2 separate regions of the Sus scrofa genome follow, and region 1 is linked to region 2. A link is a contact called in public Hi-C data. All regions are on one chromosome and are shown on one strand. The core of a region is the stretch at or near the end of the contact, and the rest is flanking DNA. Distances in the headings are between cores, read along the strand shown.

The links. A called contact is a pair of places that touch in the nucleus more often than the background predicts.
Region 1: a contact with region 2 is called in a Hi-C map of skeletal muscle, with 2.4 times the contacts expected there. The contact joins the promoter of CARM1 here to the promoter of DNM2 in region 2. A contact is called at or near these places in 3 of 47 Hi-C or Micro-C datasets (embryonic fibroblasts and skeletal muscle) and 1 of 2 datasets of contacts at active chromatin or transcription factors (alveolar macrophages).

The regions. Positions count from the first base shown.
Region 1 is chr2:69,600,398-69,603,494 of Sscrofa11.1, forward strand. CARM1 (histone-arginine methyltransferase CARM1) reads left to right here and starts at 1,724. Exons shown (of 15, transcript XM_021083821.1): 1 at 1,724-1,979. The coding sequence starts at 1,760. C2H19orf38 (protein HIDE1) reads left to right here. Exons shown (of 7, transcript XM_013994683.2): 7 at 1-363.
Region 2 is chr2:69,472,545-69,475,905 of Sscrofa11.1, forward strand. DNM2 (dynamin-2) reads left to right here and starts at 1,469. Exons shown (of 20, transcript XM_021083818.1): 1 at 1,469-1,861. The coding sequence starts at 1,701.

The DNA.
Region 1 (3,097 bases), core at 474-2,973, 130 kb after region 2:
GCTGCTTACTCAGGGAAGTGAACAGAGGCGATTAAGGGGAACCCTGGCCTTGCAGAGGGGCAGGGGTGGGAGAACGAGTGCAAGCACTGGCCTAGAGGCTGGATGGAAAGTAGGAAGCCTCTCTTTGGATTCCCAGCTTCCCAGGCCACCAGTGAAGGAGATGTTAGGTTCCCTGCTGGCCCTTTGCTGGGGCACTGTGAAGTCTGAGCTCTCTGCACACCTCTCTGGTTTCCTCCTTCTATGCCACACCTAACTTGACCAACCTGGCTGGTTTTCTGGAGCATAGGGTACCTGGGGGTATATTCTGTGTGCCCTGCTGGCATGCCTAAGTTATTAATTATAATGTGTTGAGCTGTTCTCAAAGTCTCGATGGAATGTACTCCTTCAAGCCCGGGGCTTCTGGGGTCCAATCACTGATTGTAGCACTCAGTGTGGTGTATGGGGAAGCTCTCGGGGGTGCGTGGATGGGGTAGTACCACGTGGGCCTCAGCTAAATTCTTTGTATTGGTGAGCACAGGAGGTGGAATGATGGTGGGGTGGAGGAAGAGGAACATTGGGAAGGACAGTACTAAATGAGCAGGTCTAGGTTAGAGAGGCAGCTGGAGAATGTGGCTGCAAACCCCTTTGGAACTCCCCCAAAGAGAATGGGCCCCTGGACCAGTGGAGGGGGGAACTGGAGGGAAGACAGATATGTGTTTGTGTGTGTATGGAAAGGGGCACTTGGCCCCGATTTGCTGGCCAGCCATCATTCGGGGCAGGGAAAGTAGAAGAGGAAAGGGGCTAAAGGAGGGGTCCAAGAATTTTTTGTAGGGGAGAAGACAGTGAAGGGCTGAGGATGGAGGAGGAGGGCCCTAGAGTAAGGGGCTGGAGATGATGGAGTGGAGCGGAGGAGTGGCTGAGTGCTCAGGCAGGAGTTCCCGGTGGGGTACTGGGGTCAAGTCCTAACTCAAACTGTTTTTCCATCCCGCCGGCTGCGGCTGGGGCGTGTCCCTACGTCCTGTCCCCGCCCCTCACTCCGGTCTTCCCCTGAACCCAGAGCCTCACAAAGCAAGCGGGAGGGAACAGGACCGGTGTAGGGGCGGGGCCTCTTCGCAGCTGGACCCCGCCCCTCAGCGTGTCACCTCACAAAGCCGGGAGGGGCAACGGGCGGACCCAAGCTTCAGGGGCGTGTCGGAGCTGCTGGGCGTCAGGTCCGCCCCCGCCGTTTTTCTAGCTGGGGAGCCACCTCTCTGGGCACGACTGTCGGGGCGGGGCAAGGGGGCGTGTCCGGGGCATAAGCACCGTCCCCCTGACGCGCGTTCCGGCCCCCTCCCTCCCCGGGCCTCGGCGGCCTCACTGCCTCACAAAGCACCGCCGGCAGTTCAGGCCGCGCCGGGCGGGGGGCGGGGCCGAGGCCCAGGGGCGTGTTCGCGCCGCAAGCACCTCCCCCGACGTACGCTCTTGTCCCCGCTGTTCCTGGACCGCGGAGTCACCTCACAAAGCGGCGACCGCTCGCGCGGGGCGGGGCGGGGTTGGGTGGGGCAGGCCCCGCCCCTCCAGCGTGCTCCCTCCCAGCGCCCAGGGCCGCCGGCAGGGGGCGCTGCGCCACGGGGCCGGGCAGCAGCCGCGGTGGCGGCGAGGCGGCGCGTGGCCGGCAGGCGGCGCTGCCCGGCTCGGCCTCTGCCTCGGCCTGCGCGGCGGCGGCAGCGGCGGCAGCGGCGGCGGCCTGGGCCCGGGCGCGGCGGCGGCGGCGGCGGCGGGGCCTGGAGCCGGATCTAAGATGGCAGCAGCGACGGCGGCGGCGGGGCCGGGCGTGGGCGGCGCAGGGGCGGCCGGCCCGGGTGTCGCGGGGCCCTGCGGGGCCGTGTCCGTGTTCCCCGGCGCCCGCCTCCTCACCATCGGCGACGCGAACGGCGAGATCCAGCGGCACGCGGAGCAGCAGGCACTGCGCCTCGAGGTGCGCGCCGGCCCGGACGCGGCGGGCATCGCCCTCTACAGCCGTGAGTGCGGGGCTCCGGGGCCGGGCCGAGGGCCGGGTTGCGCGCGGGGGCTGCGCACGAGGCCGGCAGGGCGGGGGGCCCAGGGCGGGAGGGACGCGACCACAGTGAGGGGCCCGGGGCCCCGAGGGTGAGGGGCCCTGACTCGTGGGGGCCTGGGGTGGGGTCCTTGGGGCCGAGCCGGGGGAGTTAGGTGTGCGGGTCCCCGAGTTGAGGGGTGTGGAGGGACGGTGTCAAGCGGCAGAAAAAGAGGGCGTGCGTGGTGGCCAGAGGTGAGGTGCCCGGACTATGGAGGGAAGCGGGAAATGGGGGAGTAGTGAGGGCCCTGAGATTGGGAGGGGGTGAGCAGGAAGTGGGGGGCCGCGAGTGGAAGGGAGAATTCGCAGGAAGCTGGGGTTGTGGAGGCTGGGTGGGAGGGGAGGGGGCCTGAGGCGTGGGAGAGGTGGGAGTCTGGGGGCGGGTGTGGCCGCCCTAGCTGGGAGGAGGGGGTGTGTGGCCACCTCGGGAGACCCTCTGAACTGCCAAGGACGGTTGGAAAGTGGTGCCCAGCCTGGAGGACCCTGTGCCACCCATCCGGAGGGCTTGGCAATCCGGACCCCCGAGTGGGAAACTTCTAGATCTGAGGAGAGGGCCCATGCGAGGTTGGTGCGAGCCACTGGCTGTGAGCCTCGTGGATACGTGGATGGGTAGGGTCCCTTCTTGATGCCCGGCTCTGAAGTAAGGGGTAACATTGCCTCCTTCTTCGCCACGGTCCTCCGATTTTCCTTTTTGGGGATGTGAGAAGTGGGCTGAATTTTCAGAAGCGAGTTTCAAAACTGACATTTCGGTGGGGGGAAAAAATTACAAAGGTGTTTGCCGAGGACTCTGCTTCTTTGTAGTTTATCCTTTTTCTTCCTCTTGTTACTCTTTCTTATCTGTTGTCTTCTGTCAGGATTCCGCCTTCACATTTTGTTATACTGTTACACTTAGCTTTGTCTCTCCGGGTTTCTTGCCCTGATGCTCTGGGGAGTCACTGAGGAGGCCTTTCCTGGCTTTGGCCTCTGTGAGTTTTCTGCCACTTTGGGAACAGGGTTTTCTGAAGGGAAGTGTATGGAGCTCAGGCAGAGGGTGCTCCCCACACC
Region 2 (3,361 bases), core at 219-2,718:
AGGATGTTTCCAGGTTTCTGCCATCATAGTCAAGGCTGCAGTGCCAATCATTTTGGGCCATCTTTTTGCCTGTCTCTGAGACCTGGGTCTTGGGTCAGGGAGCAGGCCTGTAACTTTGGCCACTCTGCCATCCTCTTACTCATTTTTTCTTCTTTCCCCTGTTACTGCCCTGCCCCCTCAGCCCACTTCCCCACCTCCTTTGCTCCTGGCTCCTTATTGGGCTGCCTCTGGCCTATCTTTGTCCAGAGGAATCAGATCACTTCTGTTAAAGTCAGTCCATCTATTCCCGGCTTCCTTTTTTTTTTGGCTGCACCGTCAGCACATGGAAATTCTCGGGCCAGGGATCGAATCCCAGCGACAGCGTCATAGTTGCCACAGCGTCAGAATTTAAACCCACTGCGCCGGCTGAGGGACCGAACCCTCGCTGCCACAGAGACAAAGCCAGATCCTTAACCCGCTGTATCACAGCCGGAACTCCCCCGCCTCTTCCAAGTGGTCAAGAGTCCCAGTTCCCAGAATCCCCAGCGTTGCCTGCAAAATAATAGGGGAGAACTTTCTGGGGAGAAGTTCCGTTGAGTTTCATTGAGTACTCAAAAAGATCCAAGATGTGCTAAAGTTGAAGAATCAGAGGAACGACGTTGGAGCGTCAGCTGCATCAACACAGGCGTCATCAGACGGTATTCCTACGGGAGGACACAGCATTCGCCAGGGTCTGGAGGCGTGGGAGCTAGCGAGGCCGAGCTAGCCTGCTTCTCCCTAGGAACCACTAATCGCCTGATTCTCACCTTCAAAGTGCACTGGGTCCCCGCGCAAGGAGCTGATTTGTGAGCTCACGGCCAAGACGCATTCTGGGACTTGTAGTTTTTTTTAAGAGCCGAGGAACTCAGGCGTGACCATCACCACTGGGTCCACAAGGTGGCGCACGTTGGCGAGTACTTTGGGTCTACTCTTTGCTTCAGAAGACTAGCCGACCTACGACAATCACAAGTAAGCGCTTGTGATTCTTTGATGGACAGATACATCGTCCAATTAGCGTCAAGATTCGAGGTTAAATCCCACCCTCTTGATTTGTTGGCTGACGGAACGGAGTGATATTTATATAAACCAATGGGAAATTTTTAGGGAACTAGGTAGAGTCGAGTGACAGATCTGTGTTTAAGAATCGATCCTTAATATCACTGGCCAATTTTGTTGACTGGCCGGTCTCCCTGCCAATAAAACTGGCGGATGGGCCTGCCATCCGGGAACTCCCCCAATGGGCGGGGCTAACATGCCTTTTTCCGAAACACCGCCTCCCGGCCTGAACAACTCGCTTCACGCTGCTATTGGCTGTTCTACAATAGCGACAGTTCTCGCGTCCAATGAGACTGAGAGAAAGTCCCCGGGGGGGAAGGTTCATTCAGCTGTAGGTCCGTGCCTCCCTTTCACTGGCTTGGGTGCACGAGCGACAGCGCGGCTGACCAACCGGGGGTGGGGCGAGGGCTTTGGGCGCAGCCCCAGGGCCCCGGGCGGGAGGTCGCTTGGGTCGGGTGTCGCCTGAGAACCGGATGAGGCGGCGACCGTGAGGCCGAGCCGGGAGCGGGCGTCGCGCCGAGGCCCGGGCGGACGGGGAGCAACGGCCGTGGACGCCGCGGGGCCGCGTCGTTGAAGGCAGGGGCGGGTGGGGAGCGCGGGGCGCTCGGGCCGGGGCCACCGGCGCCATGGGCAACCGCGGGATGGAAGAACTGATCCCGCTGGTCAACAAGCTGCAGGATGCCTTCAGCTCCATCGGCCAGAGCTGCCACCTGGACCTGCCGCAGATTGCCGTGGTGGGCGGCCAGAGCGCCGGCAAGAGCTCAGTGCTCGAGAACTTCGTGGGCCGGTGAGCGAGCGTGGCGGCGACGGCGGGCGGGCGGCGGCCTAGGGCGCGGAGGGCGGACCGGGAATGGCGCGCCCTGCGCCGCCGGCGTAACTGCGGCGCTTGCGTGCCCGCGACGGGGACGGGGACAGGGAGGCGGGCCCTGTGGGACGCCCTGGGCGGAGGGCTCCTTGCAGGAGGTGGGGAGCCGGCCCAGGCTAAAGGGGTATCTCATGGGCGAGGGCCAGAAGGTGCGGTGGATTTCTGCCGATTCTCTGGTCCTCAGCTATAGTGGGTGAATTCTACCATATGGTTGCCTGTGTGTCAGGGGCAGGTTCCCCTTCCCTGTCTGTCCGAAACCTGTCACTTAGATATCCATTGGGCCGACCCCTGCGGTCTGACTGGCTGTTCATTTATCTGGAGCAGTTCCTGCCGTCTCGTTGGCTGTCTCTCTGTCCTGGATAGGCTTCTGCCACCACCACCATTTGGCTGTCCATCTGTCCAGTACCGCAGAGCAGCCCCCTGCTGCCTGGCCAGCTATCTAGGATGACCTGTCCTGTCCGGCTGCCCATCCGTGCACTTCACAGACTTTAACACTTATCTCTTCCTCTCTTGGGTTACCTCCAGCTGGCCTCTGCTGTCTGACTGGCTGGCTGACCCTTGGGGACCCTGTTGCCTGGCTCTCCTGGGCTGACTCTAAAGCTTAGTGCCTGGTGAACGCTGGCTCCTCTTTTCCAAGTGGAACCTTTGTCTGTCTGTCCTACTATCTGACCTTCTCCTAATCTGCCTGTTTGTGCCATAGCGGACTGACTGTCTGACCCCACCACTGTGGCAGGGGGTGGTGGAGGATGCAGAGAGAAAGGGAGCTGAAGGGTGAGACTGGAACTCCTCTCAATTGGAAGTAGAACCCTCGGGGGAATCTTTCTCCAGGACTCTTTCCTGGTCCATGTCAGGGTACCTCCATGGCCCTAGAACATAGGGGCCAGCCCCCCAAGCTAAAGCCTGCAAATGTGGGGGGCCCTTCCTGGATCCTGGGAAGGAACTTCTTACCTGATCAGGCAAGATCTGGAATACAGCCTTTTTTGGATAGTTCTGAGAAGTCTCAGTTTGGCTCTCTGTCCTGTGGACATATTCCATTCTGTGGGCTGTTTCCTAGGATTCAGGAAGCTAATGGATGTAATTAGGTTCTTCTCTCTCCCTTCCCCCACTTCTTGCCCTTCTGCCTCCCAGATGGGTGGCCACTTCTCTATTTGTCTAGGAAGGACTCCATTTGTGACTGGGGCTGCCAAATGATAATATCATAGTCATTATTATCGTGATTATTGTTGTTATCAGTGTTAAGAGGTAACGTTCATCCTACAGGCCCCAAGCCAAGTTCTTTCTTGTTCCACTCAGAAGACAGCCTGTTTACCCAAGACCACCAGGCAGGAGGAGCTCAGTGGAGCCCAGCTTTGCTCCTGCCTTCCCAGAGGCCTGGGGGTTTTGCTCCCAGCAGCGTGAATTTCCTCCTTTGCTGCTTTGTCT